Regions from separate parts of the Zea mays genome. Here all the other regions are linked to region 3. A link is a contact called in public Hi-C data. All regions are on one chromosome and are shown on one strand. Each heading gives the region's core, a stretch centred on a gene start, on an enhancer-like site or on the middle of the called end of the contact. The rest is flanking DNA. Distances are from core to core; before and after follow the strand shown. Region 1 holds the start of LOC100382454 (alpha/beta-Hydrolases superfamily protein). Region 2 holds the start of LOC103651425 (potassium channel AKT1). Region 3 holds the start of LOC100281461 (plastidic ATP/ADP-transporter).

Evidence for each region. A called contact is a pair of places that touch in the nucleus more often than the background predicts.
Region 1: a Hi-C map of ear shows a contact between it and region 3, with 1.9 times the contacts expected there. The contact joins the promoter of LOC100382454 here to the promoter of LOC100281461 in region 3. A contact is called at or near these places in 3 of 25 Hi-C or Micro-C datasets (ear, endosperm and leaf).
Region 2: a Hi-C map of endosperm shows a contact between it and region 3, with 2.8 times the contacts expected there. The contact joins the promoter of LOC103651425 here to the promoter of LOC100281461 in region 3. A contact is called at or near these places in 3 of 25 Hi-C or Micro-C datasets (ear, endosperm and tassel).

The regions. Positions count from the first base shown.
Region 1 is chr3:219,990,906-219,995,498 of Zm-B73-REFERENCE-NAM-5.0, reverse strand. It overlaps LOC100382454 (alpha/beta-Hydrolases superfamily protein), which reads left to right and starts at 3,126. Exons shown (of 7, transcript NM_001175195.1): 1 at 3,126-3,634; 2 at 4,126-4,433; 3 at 4,589-4,593. The coding sequence starts at 3,367.
Region 2 is chr3:219,952,996-219,957,889 of Zm-B73-REFERENCE-NAM-5.0, reverse strand. It overlaps LOC103651425 (potassium channel AKT1), which reads right to left and starts at 1,307. Exons shown (of 11, transcript XM_008677057.4): 1 at 433-1,307. The coding sequence starts at 626.
Region 3 is chr3:220,143,428-220,147,844 of Zm-B73-REFERENCE-NAM-5.0, reverse strand. LOC100281461 (plastidic ATP/ADP-transporter) reads right to left here and starts at 2,828. Exons shown (of 5, transcript NM_001399074.1): 1 at 1,951-2,828. The coding sequence starts at 2,727.

The DNA of each region.
Region 1 (4,593 bases), core at 1,877-4,376, 150 kb after region 3:
ATTGAATGGGCTGGTTGGGGTAGCTTTTATAGCCCTTAACCACCCATATAGCCATTATGGCGTATGTACCAAAATCTACACTGGCGGACGGTTTAGGGCTAGGGCCCGGACGGTCCGCGACCCTCCAACGGTTGGATCTGTCATTACAACATGTCAACATTTATGTCCGACAACCCAACGATTAGATCAACAGCTGTATTCTCTTAGTGATGACTCGCAGACGGTCTACCCTTGATTCATATTAAAATTGTCTACATGTTAGAAGTATTATTCTTTGTTGCATATTTTAATTAATTTATTTAAACGTTGTTTGTACGATGGTTGTTAGGACGACGTTTCATTTTAAATCTAATTTTATGATTTCGATTTGCGCATTTATAAATCAACATCAAAGTGGTTAACCTTAGCTGAATTATTCTTTATTAAATAATTATTTAGTTTAATCATGTTATCTATTAATTAGTTCTCGCGTGTGGTGTCGGATCGTGCGCCATACGCGTGCTGGGCGCGTACCGTGCACGTGATGCCGTGCTATTTTGCGAGTTGCGATTTTTGGCTTGCGCCGTTATTTCATCTCGCTTATAGTCGCTAACGTTATTTAAATTATTTATCTAACTGAAAGTTGTTAGCGTAGCAAATTAATTTAAAACTAGGTGATAGCTCTAGTTGCAATTAATAAATGTTGATTAATGCGAGTATGTCGAATTACATGTTCTGTTTCATATTTGTACAATGTAGAGGCATTAACTTCTCAATCATAGCTTCGATCTCGGTATTTTTTCCTCGTGTGACTGTAGAAGCAAGCGCTATTTTGTATTGTACATGTTTTTCCTTGTATGCTGTACTGTTTCTTTCTGTTCCAAGGATGTTGAATGTATGTTCGAACTCGCTTAGATAACGTTTCGTCTACGGAGGCTGAGAAAGTTACGAACTTCGAAGGATGTTGAATGTATGTTCGTACTCGCTTGTATTGTACATTTTTCCTCGTACTGTTTCTTTCTGACCTATTATGTCCTATGTACTTTATAGTTCACCATCCCGCATACAATGATTAACCTAAGAAGTGACTAGCTTTCTATTTATCCTGTCCTTGATCACCTTTTTGGGTTGGGTTATTATAATCAACTAATTGCTAGTGTTTACCATAATTAACAAGCATGATGAGAATTACTTTATGATACTATGATTCATTATGATTATAAACTTGTGGCATTTTAGGGTTTGTTCGGTTATTTTCAATCCGTATGAATTGGAGGGGATTGATACGAATCAGAAGAGATTTTGACTTAATAGGGATTGAAACCCCTTCAATCCCCCTCAATCCATATGGATTGGGGTAGAACTGAACAAGCCCTTAGGGGGCTCGGGCGGTTTCCCGAGTGCCTCTCCGTAATTAGGCCTTTTTCGTTTTAGTGCTCTCAAAAGATTTTTCCTACCCTTTCTCTCTCTTTTCCTTTTTGGTGACATCTTGTTAGGGTTTAACTCTAGCCTACCCTAAATTGCTTGGGACTAAAAGGTTATGTTGAGTTGAGTTGAGAGGTAGGTATGGTGATGAAGCTTCTGTACAGTTGGTTCCTTGCCGTTGAGGCACTAATATAGGTGGACCTAATTGCAATAGATTCTACATGTCAATAACTCAATTAGGAGATATTAACTATAAAGGAAGTTCTACTCATGGGGAAAGCGGGGATATACTTTAGGAGTTGTTTGATAGAGTTCTATCGGATCAATTTCCTTTGGAGGGTATTTTTGAGATATTTGGCTCTATGGAAGAAAGTGACTCTCTTTAATTTTTAACTTCTAGTGACTTAGTTTATTTGAAAGAATTACTTTACAAAGAACTGTTTTTCTTCTAAAAACTATTTTGACAAAGCACTTGCTAAATTTGTTAAAGAATTAAGCAATTTTTTGCACCTTAAATATACAACAAAACATGCTCTATATGTCCCTCAATCCTCTCCAATCCCACGGAACAAAACAATCCTTAAGAGAAAATGGAAAACTTAACAAGAGCGCCTAGGGTGGTAATGGACTCCAAACTTCAGACTAGAGATGGCAACGAGTCAGGTTCGGATCAGATGGAGCAAAAATCTGCCCGTGACTCCACCAGTGAAGTCTATTTAAACTCGACCACGATCACATCCGTGGGTGTAATTCCAACCCTGCACCGAACCCATCGCGTTTTAGGTCACCCACGGGGTTTTTACTCAATGTACACTTTAAAACAATAATTTAGTTATAAGCAATTAAGTACCAGCAATAATTGAGTTATATCTACTGATTTTAAGTCTTCTCATGTTGAGCAGCAACAATACATTTCATGAATCATTAGCCAAGACACTTATTCAAAATAATTACTAGTATCTTAATAACTTTTACGCAAAATAAATAATGAGACAAATTTTGGGTAGGGTGTCGGTCACTCGCGAGTTGAAATAGAAATCCGTATCCGCGTGCAGGTTGCACTCGTGGTCAAAATCTTCACCCATACACGCACCTGTCAGGTCGAGTATCCGTAGAGTTTCGGATTTGCATGTTAAGTTATCATCCCTATTTCAGACTATAAAATTTAAGGATCAGATTGAATTAGAGTTAGATTTTTTATTTAATTTTAAATTAAGATTAATTAAAGGTTCAAATAAATTATAAAAAAATTAGATCACGGTCTATTACCACCCTCAAGAGCGCCTCCTGTAATTCTGTTTTGCATCCGTCATTGGATTCAGTCACCACTGGAAAACAAAAATGTAGTTTTCTCCAACATAAGCAACAACAACAGCTAGACCTCGTGTAACCGAAGGATTCCATCTGTCTCCATACGCAAAAACCTCCTACGGTTCTACCAACAGCAGTAGCAAGGAAACGAACAAAATCAAACAATAGAAACCTTTGGGATACAGACAACAAAGCCAGAGGCTTCTCGTCTCCTACCGTTCCAGGCTCACTTCACCACACTAACAAAAAAAAATAATGACCCAGTCACAGCCAGTTTAACACATTAATTCACATGCCATACTACAAAAATATAATAAAAAACCAAACCACTGTTCCATAAGTACCCTCCCCCCTCCCGTTGCGCCTCTCCCCTCTTCTCTTCTCGTCTCCCCTCCGCCGCTTCCGTTGCTCGCAGTGCTGCCTCCCCTCCTCTCTTCACTCGTCAGGCCCTTCCGCCGTCCCGGAGGCTCGAACCCCTCGGCCCGCGGACGGGACCCTAAACCCGCCCCACCACTCGCGCGGGGTTCGCCCGCGACGCATGCGCGGCGGCGGCTGGTACCCTCGGCAGCCGGCGATCGCCGGAAATCTGCGGGGACAGTGCGGCGGCTTGCACGAGTGCCGGACACGGCGGGAGTGGGGAACGTAGGGGAGATGGCGGCGGGAGGAAAGGGCTGGGCGGAGCGGGTACGCCGCGGGGCGAGGACCGCTTGGTTCATGGTGGCCATGGTGGCCTCGCTGCTCGTGGCGTCGTCGCCGGCGCTGGTGGCGGCGGGCGACATGGCAGTGGCGCTCTGGCTCGAGGCGCGGCTCGGCTGCTTCCGAGGCGACGGCCTGCGGGGCCACCTCCAGCGCTACCGTTTTCGGAACTCGCTTGCCGACATACCTCTCGTCTCCGTCGTTCGATCCATCGTCATCACCTGTAAGCCCTCCCGCTGCCTGCTAACTCATTGATGCTTTAGAATGGGCAGATGGCCTAAAAACCAACCCGTTCGCTTGAGTTCGATTTCCTTTTCTTCTACTATTTCTCCCCTTTGTGGTTTATTTGCTCTGGTGATGTAGAGAGTGTTTACTGTTTAGAATCATTTTTTTGGGTGAGGTCTTAGCTTGAGAAGATCTTTTCGCATTCCTCTATGAGGATTTGGTGATCTGAAAGCTACAGTACTCACTACGGCTGTGCTTGTCTTCTTTTGCTTGCACGGAGCTTTCGGCGGAATCTGCGTGTATCTGCAGTTATTAATCACAGAGTATAGCTGTTGCCTGCTCTCTTTTCTTGGGAGGTAGTTAAACTAAGCCTGTTGTTTAGCTGGACCTGGACTGGTTGTAAGAAATTGGGAACCTCTCGAATACCAAATTCTGCTCTGTTCTTAATTTGAGGGCAAAGACTAACCTTATGTTCTGCGGCTTCTGCAGGTGTGTACCTCATGTCTGATACTTCTGGCCTCTCTCATGGTCCTTACCTTGGAACAACAACTTTCTGTTCCTTGGCTTCTCTGCTCATCTTGTTAATTAAGGCATCTGTTTATAGTCCGGCGCAGGACATTGGGCCTGAGCTCTCGCCGTCGTTACCAGATCACAAGCTCAATCTCAAGAATCTATGGGGAATGCCTGTACTTTTCCTGTCTTCCTTGGTGTTTGCTCTTGGCCATGTTATTGTTGCTTACAGAACAAGCGGCAGGGCTCGACGGAAGCTTCTCATTCACCGCATTGACCCTGAATCGGTATGACTGCCATGCATTTGGTTTTGATCTTCTAAATCTCATAAAGTCATCAATTTATAAATAACTTGAGATTCTTTCTTTACAACTTGATCACTGGTTGATGTTAACTTTGACGATTTATGAATTTTTCGTTTTCCTACTATTATTGTTTTCAGATTTT
Region 2 (4,894 bases), core at 58-2,557, 190 kb after region 3:
ATATATATATATAACCATTATCTGTTCACAATCGAAGAGAACTAGAGACAAAAAGGAAAAGAAGGCAGCGCACGGATACAAACAGCTTTGAGGCTTTGAGCTACATTAAACAAAAGAATTCACAGGTTCATGGAAAACATGTGAAACGCTTTGGAACTCAACAATAAGCGAACCACATACGAAGAAAAAGCTCGGCTGGACGGCCGCTATCTTCATCCAGAATTACAATACAAGCAACTCTTCGCTGAGCATCACCAAAACTGAAGCAGGCAGGGCAAGCCACCGGTGAGGCAAAAGCAACCGGCCAGCAATGCAACAGCAACAAGCCACGTGATCAATCCAGCCCACAGAGACTGAAAACCGGTAGGAAGGATGGCACAGGCAGGCAGAACCGGACGGGAACTAACTAATAACGAGGAGGACGCGGCGAACCTGTATCGGCGGTCGTAGGGCGAGACGATGAAGGGCCTGAGCTTGGCGCGGCGGTTGCTGCGCGCGCCGAGCGACGGCAGGATGCCGCTGGAGATGCTGTAGTGGCTGCCGTCCCGCGACAGCTCCCTCTCCAGCGCCACGCCGCGGCCCCACGGCCCGCACGTCGGCAGCCTGGAGGGCCCCCACCCTGCCATTGCCTCCCACCGCTCGCCGCCCGGCGGCGATGAGATAAACCCAGCCGGGGTTTTACGGGGAGAGTGATGAGAGGGTAGGAACGCGAACGCCCCCCCGAATCTGGCAGCCCGTGTTTGATTAACTAAGGATCGTTGTCTAGGCAATCCCCCCCTCGTGATTCTATCTATTTTCAGCTTTTGGACAGCTGCCGCGGCGGAGGCGCGGGCGGTGGCCGGTGGGGCGGCGGAGACGCGCGGGCGAGGGAGGAGAGTTCAAGCGGTCAGCGGAACTAGTCTGGGTGTGGGAGCGCGCTCGGCCCCATTTTATGGAGCGGCTACTGAGAGACTAGTCACTAGTCAGCAGTCACGGGCAGTGGGGGCAGGTTGGCAGCGGCGCAGCGCCAGCACCCCGCAGGCCCGCACGGCCGCACCCCGCAGGCAGCGGCGGCGGCGGCAGCGGCAGTGCGGCAGCGCCAGCAGCAGCAGCAGCCGAGAGAGAAATACCATCAACGGATTCCGCTGTAGCCTGTAAAGTCTCCGATCCAACCTGCCAAAGTGCCAAGGAAACATAAGAGCCTCGGATCCGGCGTGTGCAACGTGGGCATTTTTGCGTGGTTTCTGCTTTCGCCAAAAGGTTCTTTAATTAAATTTTTTTGAACCCGTGTATAGACGGTCAACCAACGTAATAATATAATACGCCGCGGCATTGTAATAGACGGTCAACCAACGTATCATTCTGTGTGACATGCATAGTGATAGATAGCTAAGCAATTTCAGGCATAATTAAATCCATAAAACTATCGACAACTTTGTTAGAAAAAATGTAACATTTTGAATAATCAATAAGGGTGTGCCAGTTATGCCGCCAATGGATACACTCCTTGACATTGCATCCCTTCATGTATATAAACATGATTCCCCTGCAATAAAGTTGATGTAGTCATTCTTCCAAACTTGTTTCCACTTATCACAACACGTTATCAGCACGTGCTCGCGATAACAGAGGGAGAAGAGAAGGATCGCTCGCTGTTTTGAAGAAGAACGGAGGCCCCGACCTCAAAATCTACAAGAAAGGTATAGAGCAAACCGTTCCTCTTCGCATCTGTCGTATGCATGACGTTCTTCATGTCGTTAATGATGCACTGTTGGAGGCGTATGCCGTTGGGCAAGAAACGATGCTCCCACCGGTGAATGCCATCCCTGCACATCGTGGTCAAGTGCACACCGTACATTTTTGTGTGATCCACGGATGAACAACAGTAGTGCCGCTGCCAGTTGTTGAATGCGGCCTCCCCATCACACTTCCATCACCCTTATAGTTCAAGGAAGGAGTCAGTCACAAGAGAGTAGGACCGAGATCCTTATCTACATATATACATATCTATTAATCCCTTATATGTCGGGTGCATTTGTTACAAAGGAGATATACAGTTAAGATGATCTTCTTATCCACCAAACCCTTTCCTGGCACAAAACCATGAGAGCTCTGCCTGAGTTTGAGTTGCCATCAAAGTCTGGGTCATTGGTCGAAATAGAGTTGGGCCCACTAGCTAATCTTCTGAGCATCAACGTGTTCATGGTGCTCTAGGTACATATCATTTATAGTATCCCGAGTTTTATTTGACTGACTCACCAAATCAGTCAGATGAAGCTCTTCAGTGAACGTTTCTAAATGACTTGAATTATATGCAACAGACTTATTTCGTTTCCTGACTGAGTCCACAATTTTGCCATTCACTCTACGGAGTCTAGCGTAATTGAATTGTCAACTTAGGCTAGACAATGTTGATCTTTTTCGCATTGAGCAAGGTTGTTTTGATAGAGATATTTGAAGTCTCCATTTTAAAAACATAATCATGCACCTCTTGGTGCATCCTATGGATCTAGCCCTTGAGCTCGACGTAGCTAAGTCATCTTGTAAGTTGAGCTTAAATATTTGTCGATTATGGTTGTCATGGTCTTAACCTATCAAGTCTAGGAACTCGATTTCTTATAGCTCGTAACTCAGTCTAGGAGCCTTTGAGTTGACTTCCAAGAACTGGTTCTCTTAGTACTCTAGTAGAGTTGTATGAGGTGGCTTCTAGCCCCAAGCCAAAGGGCTTGGTGATAGTTCACCTGTTACATAATGATACTTCGAGACAAAAAATGCATTAGATAATCTCTACTATACTTAAAGCACAAGTTTCAACAGTCGTCCAACGTCATCTTTTTACAAAAAAGTGCCTACATTTCTTCTAAATCAACTCAGCGTAAAATATTAAAAAAGGTACAACAGGTGGGGTTTGAACCCATACCCTGATGGAAGAAGGGTGGAAGACACTGGGTGAAGCCATCTAACTAGTAGAACATTATGGCCAAGTGTTTATAATATTGAATATAAATTGTACATATGTATATATGATTTTTAAAATAAAAAAAATTGTGCCGGGCTGGGCCAGCAATACGGGCCGAGGCTACGACCCAAGCACCGCACGACGCTCGTGCCGGGTTGGCCGAGGCACTATGGCCGACTTGCCAGACACGGCCCATTTGGCCATCTATAACTCCGCACGATAATGATGTCCTCGCCTCAGTTGTCACCACCTTGTTCGCCATTCTACTTCTTTTCTGTCTCCCCTCATGTGTTCACCTCCGCGTCACCCCATTCTCGGCGGAGGGCGTAGGAGCATGCGCCTCCTCCTCGTATTCATTCGACACCAGCCCCGACACCGACTCGCGCAATGGCTATTGCACGTCCACGAGGACATTTCACATCATGCGTGCACCATTGTTTTCACCGTCGTCGGACGTCCCGTTTGTCTTCCCAGTCTTCGCCCTGTTCTTCCTCCCCAACCTACTGCCCCCGCCCACGGTCGCAGCCGCGAGCCGATCGACGCTCGTCTACGCGGGTACCAGGCGAGTCAGTCATGCTCCTGGCCTTTCTCCATGCGTGCCGTCGAGGAGGACATGGTGGCGCCTGCCACCCTTAGGTTATCTTAGCGATGAGGAGTCCAGGTCTAAGATATTGGACAACTAAGGCACATAGCGTGGCAGCAGTCGGGATATACTACGGAGTTGGTGGTGGTGTTGTGTCGCTTCGGCGGGTCCAGGGCTAGGAAGACACTCGCATTCTCTCGCCCTTCTCAGACTGATGCCTGGTGCGGGTGCCTCTTGGTTTGAAGCTGCTCCAGGTGGGCTTCTTTCTTCGCTTGCGTGTTCTCTCCCTATATATCTAGCGGTATACTAGCTATGTTGCCTCTAGATGCCCAGGTCTTCGTCGTGTCCTTCTCCGGCAACGAACAGTTATGCCTGCCTCTTCCCTTCCCCTCCTGCTCTACGAAACCTTGGAAGTAAGGGAGGCGATGGATGGGGGTTCTGATTTGCTGCCTATGGTACCCGTGCGTTCATAAAAAATATTATACGAAGAGTGGAGACAACCAATAAAAAACCTTGAGATCTTTTTGGTGGATAATTTACGTGGGTATTGTTGTGAGCCGTCGCAACGCACGGGTAACCGACTAGTTTAGAATCAATTAAGAGATTTATCAGTTCACTTATTTGAATGAAGTCTTAATGCGCTAAACTACATCCTAGGACTCGACCGTTTTATTCCCCTATGGGAAAAAGAAGTGGATCTTCATAAAGATCCCCACTTTAGAAGCTAAATATTGGGATTTAGCCATTTATGTACTCCCTAGAGTGTACATACATAAAAATTCGAGCCTTAGAGGCTCTATAGTTCCATACCTCTTTAGAAGAAGTTTAGGTTGCCAATTGACAGAGGATTTCTCTTTTCGACCTCTGAAGGGTATTTTTATTGCTCTATTAGTGAACCAAACTAATAGGGGCTTTTGCTATCCCATGGATGGGTCACATGTGACAAGCAAAGTCATGTAGGTTATATTTGTCGGCTTCCTCAGAGGGAGCCCTACTCCATTTAGATTGATGTACAAACATCATTTTAGCAGGGAGGATCAGACCCCTCTATACCCTTAAAATGTCTATCAAATTGTGATAAGAGCAAGGGGGTTTTGTCAAGGCTTTACACGAGTCAGTAGCAGAGTTGTATATAAAATGCTACCGCCCTTCCTCTGAGGGACCCCAATTTTGCCTTAGCTGAGCTATCCAGGCACTTCTAACAGCGAGACCAACGTATAATACCCTTAAAGTGATGACCATATCTGATAGAGTTGGAGGGCTCAACCATATTTTTGTCCTTCAAGAAAATGTTCAAGAAGTGATTAGTAACCAACAAAAATGGAAAAAAATGTAGGAATATATAATTAAATGAAATAGCTGAGAGGAACTTT
Region 3 (4,417 bases), core at 1,579-4,078:
TATCCTGTCTGGTTGCACCTTCTCTAGCATTGGCGTACATAGAAAGAGTCCATAATAGAAGCTAACAAGAGAAATTCACAGGAAAGAAGCCCGCACAAGAGTCTAACATGGGGGTAGAAAGGTTACATACTAGCACACATATGAGATGATTATAAGGTTGCAATAACTAGAAAAAACAAATTATGATCAATAATTATGAGCTTAATGTTGATAATCTTATTGTTAATCTTAAGGACACACGATTGATAATCTTATTGTTGACAACTTCATATGGTCAATGCAAAATACAGTTGATGTTGGAGATATGCCCAAGAGGCAATCATAAACAATTCTGATTAGAGTCCAACTCGTATTGGGATATGGGAAGGGGTTAGGGTTGTCATTCCACCACATGTGCAAACCCTAGTTGCTGCTTACCTTGGACCTGATCGCAAGACCCTCGCTGCGCGCGGTGCTAGTACACCGGTATACAACGTTCCTCCCCATATGTGTGGACTACGTGGAGGCGCGGCTACGACTGCTGCGCTGATCGGTCGCGGAGGAGACGATCGTGATCGACTACTTCCTCTCTATCGACAAGCGCCTACGTTGGATCGCTACTTCAACTCTTCCGCTGCGTTGCGCGTCTAGTGATAACGATCCATGATCTCTTACTTGCAAGTTTCATGGGTGTTCCCTTACAATTGAAACACATGCTACATGTATGTACTTGGTGATTTTACAAAGGAAAAAATGGACCAAAATGTTTTATGATTGATCGTTGTTTAAACTGAAGCAAAGAGTTGCTTCAAGGTCTTCAGTTGAGCCCATTTCACTCAGATACATGAAAGTAAATAACGAACCAACCCGTCATGCTACAAGATTGGTGCCGTTGTGTCACCTTTTTAAGTGTATTTTGTATTGACTTATTATCAAGCTGATACTCGTTGGTTGTTGTCTTTCTTTACTACGCAGCCAAGCTTATTCCATGTTCTGATTTCCCTTTTTTTCTTGTTTTAAGACTTTGCACTATGTCACAGTGAGGCTTTCCCTATCATATCGCTCCTCAAAACAAGAAATGGTAGATTGGTAGTCGAACAAATAACAGACGAATATACCCAACCAGGGCCCTTCCTTTCTGACGATGAAAGTAGCCGTAAGACAAAGGGTGTGTTTGGTTTGGCTTTTGGCTTTGGCTTTTGCCCCCTAAAAGCCAAAAGCCAACCAAAGGGCTGGATCCAGGAAGCAGCTTTTTCTAAAAGCCGACTTTCTCGTAGTGCAAAACTGAAAGCACCCCTGGACCTGCTTTTAGTGGCTTTTGGATGGAACTGTGAAAACATATATCGAAGAACTTTTAACGACTTTTAGTGGTTTCCACCAAACGATTTTTAGCTTTTTAACAGCACACAGCCTACAGCAGCTTTTTCCACAGCTCACAGTCCACAGCAACTTTTTCCACAGCCACAGCCCAACCAAACAGACCCAAAGACACGTTAGATTTGCAAAAGCCTAGATCCACACCAATAAATATTTCTTTAGAAAGGAGTTATAAAGTGTGAACCATATCCAGCCAAGTTGTTCAATGTAATAGACATCCACAACCAATTTAAGATCGACAATAGCTCAAACATCATTTAGATCGTGGAAAGCGGGCAATAATGGAGCCGAACATATCCAGAAAAAGAAATCAACGAGCACCTAAAATGTTTAATTACCTACCCATTATCCCGTGAAGGCACGAACAAAACACCTCCTGCCTAAACTATCCTGGTAGAGACAAGTTTTACCCTTCCATCAGTGTCGAATAACCAAACCATCCAGTCAAATCATTAGTAGCTAATGAGTGGTTTAAATCAAGTTTGTCAAATCATTAGTAGCTAATGAGTGGTTTAAATCAAGTTTGACAATAATTAAAGAAGGTATTAACATTACATGGCAATATTGATACGAGAATCCAAAGTTCAGACTGACCTGATTAGCGAACCCCCAGAAGAGCACAGAGATGACGACGCTGCCCCAGAGCTCAGCCATAACATAGAACAAGCAGAAGCTCCAAATCCTCAGTATCGCCACCGGACCAAGGAAGCTCGGACCGAGCGCGGCGAGAAGCTTGTCCGCGAGCGCGGTGGGATGGATGACGTCCCTGAGCGGGTAGAGCACAAAGGCGAAGGCGCCGAAGAAGGCGATGAACGGGAAGATGACGGTGTAGAAGAGCGCATCCCGTGAGAGAACGTTGGAAAGCTTGGTGTACAGGAGCATGAAACCGATGGCCATGGGCAGGTTAACCCAGGTCTTGAGGAAAGGGATGATCTCGGCGCTGCTCCCCTTGGCAGTGACCACCAGCACGTCCTTGGTGTCCCGCAGGATGGTGTAGTTGAAGAGGATGCAGAAGAACATGAGCCCCAACGGCACGATCTTCTTGAGCGTCTTCACGTCGATGCCAAGGAGCTTTTTTGTGGACTCCTCCGGCTGCGGCGCCGGCACCGCCGCCGAGGCCGCCGCCTGGGCGCGGAAGGACACATCACCGCCAGCGCTGGCCGCTCTCCGTTTCACGAACCCGTTGCCCAGAACCGCATCGTGCCGTTGAAGGAAGGGGCCCCTCGACGCGAGGAGCGGGGACTGGAGCGCGGGCTTGGCGGCGGGGGAGCGGGAGACTGCACGCGGGCGCAGGAGCGGGAGATGGAGGCGCAGGCCGGCGCGGTGAGGGAGGGCGGCGGGCCGGGCGTGCAGGAGCGCTCGCGACTCCATGGGCCGTCCCGTGGCTTTGCCGATGGCGGCGGCGCTCCGGTCGCTCGGCCCAGTCTGCCCGGCCGCCTCCGCCGGGTGGCTGGTCCAAACCCCGAGACGCGAAATGGGGGGAAAGCAGAGGAGGGGAGGGAGGAGTAGGTTGCGTCGCGGCGGAGGAGCGTTATTAATAAACGTTCGCGCACGATCGGTCGTTGGTTTACAGGACGGAAACGATCTCGGCGGTTGATGTGGGAACGGGGTTGGTGGGCGGAACGAGACAGCGCCTGGCCGCCGCCCGACGCCGTTTCGAGTCAGCACCCGGCAGCGGCGGTCTGGTTCGACAACCCGCAGACCCGCCGCGGCGTCGTCCGTGTGCAGTGTGCTTGTCCCCATGTTTAAAAGGAGGGAAAAATTCCTCTGTTTACGACTTCCCATGCTATCTCGTCGTTTTGTTTTCGACTTCTCACAGCTTGCCCATCCTTGTATTGATCCACATTGCGAGATCAATCATCTGTATTGATACTGGTTTAGAAACGAATTTTCTCGTCTATATGGCCATGTTTAGAATTTGGATCTATATAATTAAAAGTTAGCAACTACAGTATTAATTAGCTTCTTGAGCTGCAAAGCAATCAACTAATAATCTACTCCGTCAAGTCCTAAAAAAGAAACCGTTTTGCATAAAGTTTGAGTCAAACATATAAAACTTTGACTACTATTAACAGTTTTGTTATTTTTTAAAATCTAATATATATATATATATATATATATATATATATATATATATATATATATATATATATCTTAATTTTTTTTGCAAAAGTATAAATATATAAGAGTTTATTTGTATTGTAACAAAAAAATATTAGTCAATCTATATTTTGTAGACCGTGTTATTATCCTAAATAACTTGTATTTTGATATCAGATGGAGTAGCTAGTAAGGCCCTGTTTCAATCTCGCGAGATAAATTTTAGCAGCTTTTTTTAGCTACTTTTAGCTATTTGTAATCTAAACAGGAGAGCTAATGGTGGTAATTGAAGCTAAACTTTAGCACTTCAATTCATATAGCTAAAGTTTAGCAGAAAGCTAAAGTTTATCCTGTGAGATTGAAACGGGGTCTAAGTAAGTGTCCGATTGGTTGGATATATACCGTCTTGGACGATTGCGCGCGGACGAGCCCCACCAGCCTGGTATGTGGTATGGTTATTTCGGACATATCTGTGGTTAAGTAAATAATCTCAAATTGATTTATTTTGTAGCTAGTTATACAGGCGTCACCCGCGTAGATGCAATCAAACAAAAGCTCATACAAAATGATAACCCGCGCATGCAAAAGAGCATGTCTGGGCCTCTGGGGTGGCTTTCCAGACGTAGAATTTGGTCGCATGCCTCATACAGGCCGAAGCCCCACTGGAATCGAGACCAAGTAACTTTTGTTACATCACTTAAATAAAGAATTAAATGAGTAATGCTCTGTTCCAATCTCGCGAGATAAACTTTAGCAGCTTTTTTAGCTACTTTTAGTCATTTGTAATCTAAACAGGAGAGTTAATGGTGGTAATTGAAGCTAAACTTTAGCACTTCAATTCATATAGCTAAAGTTTAACAGGAAGTTAAAGTTTATCTCGTGAGATTGAAACGGAGCCTAAATCGATTTCACCTTTACGTCCCTTACAATTTTACGACAAAATTAGACAACATTTAACATA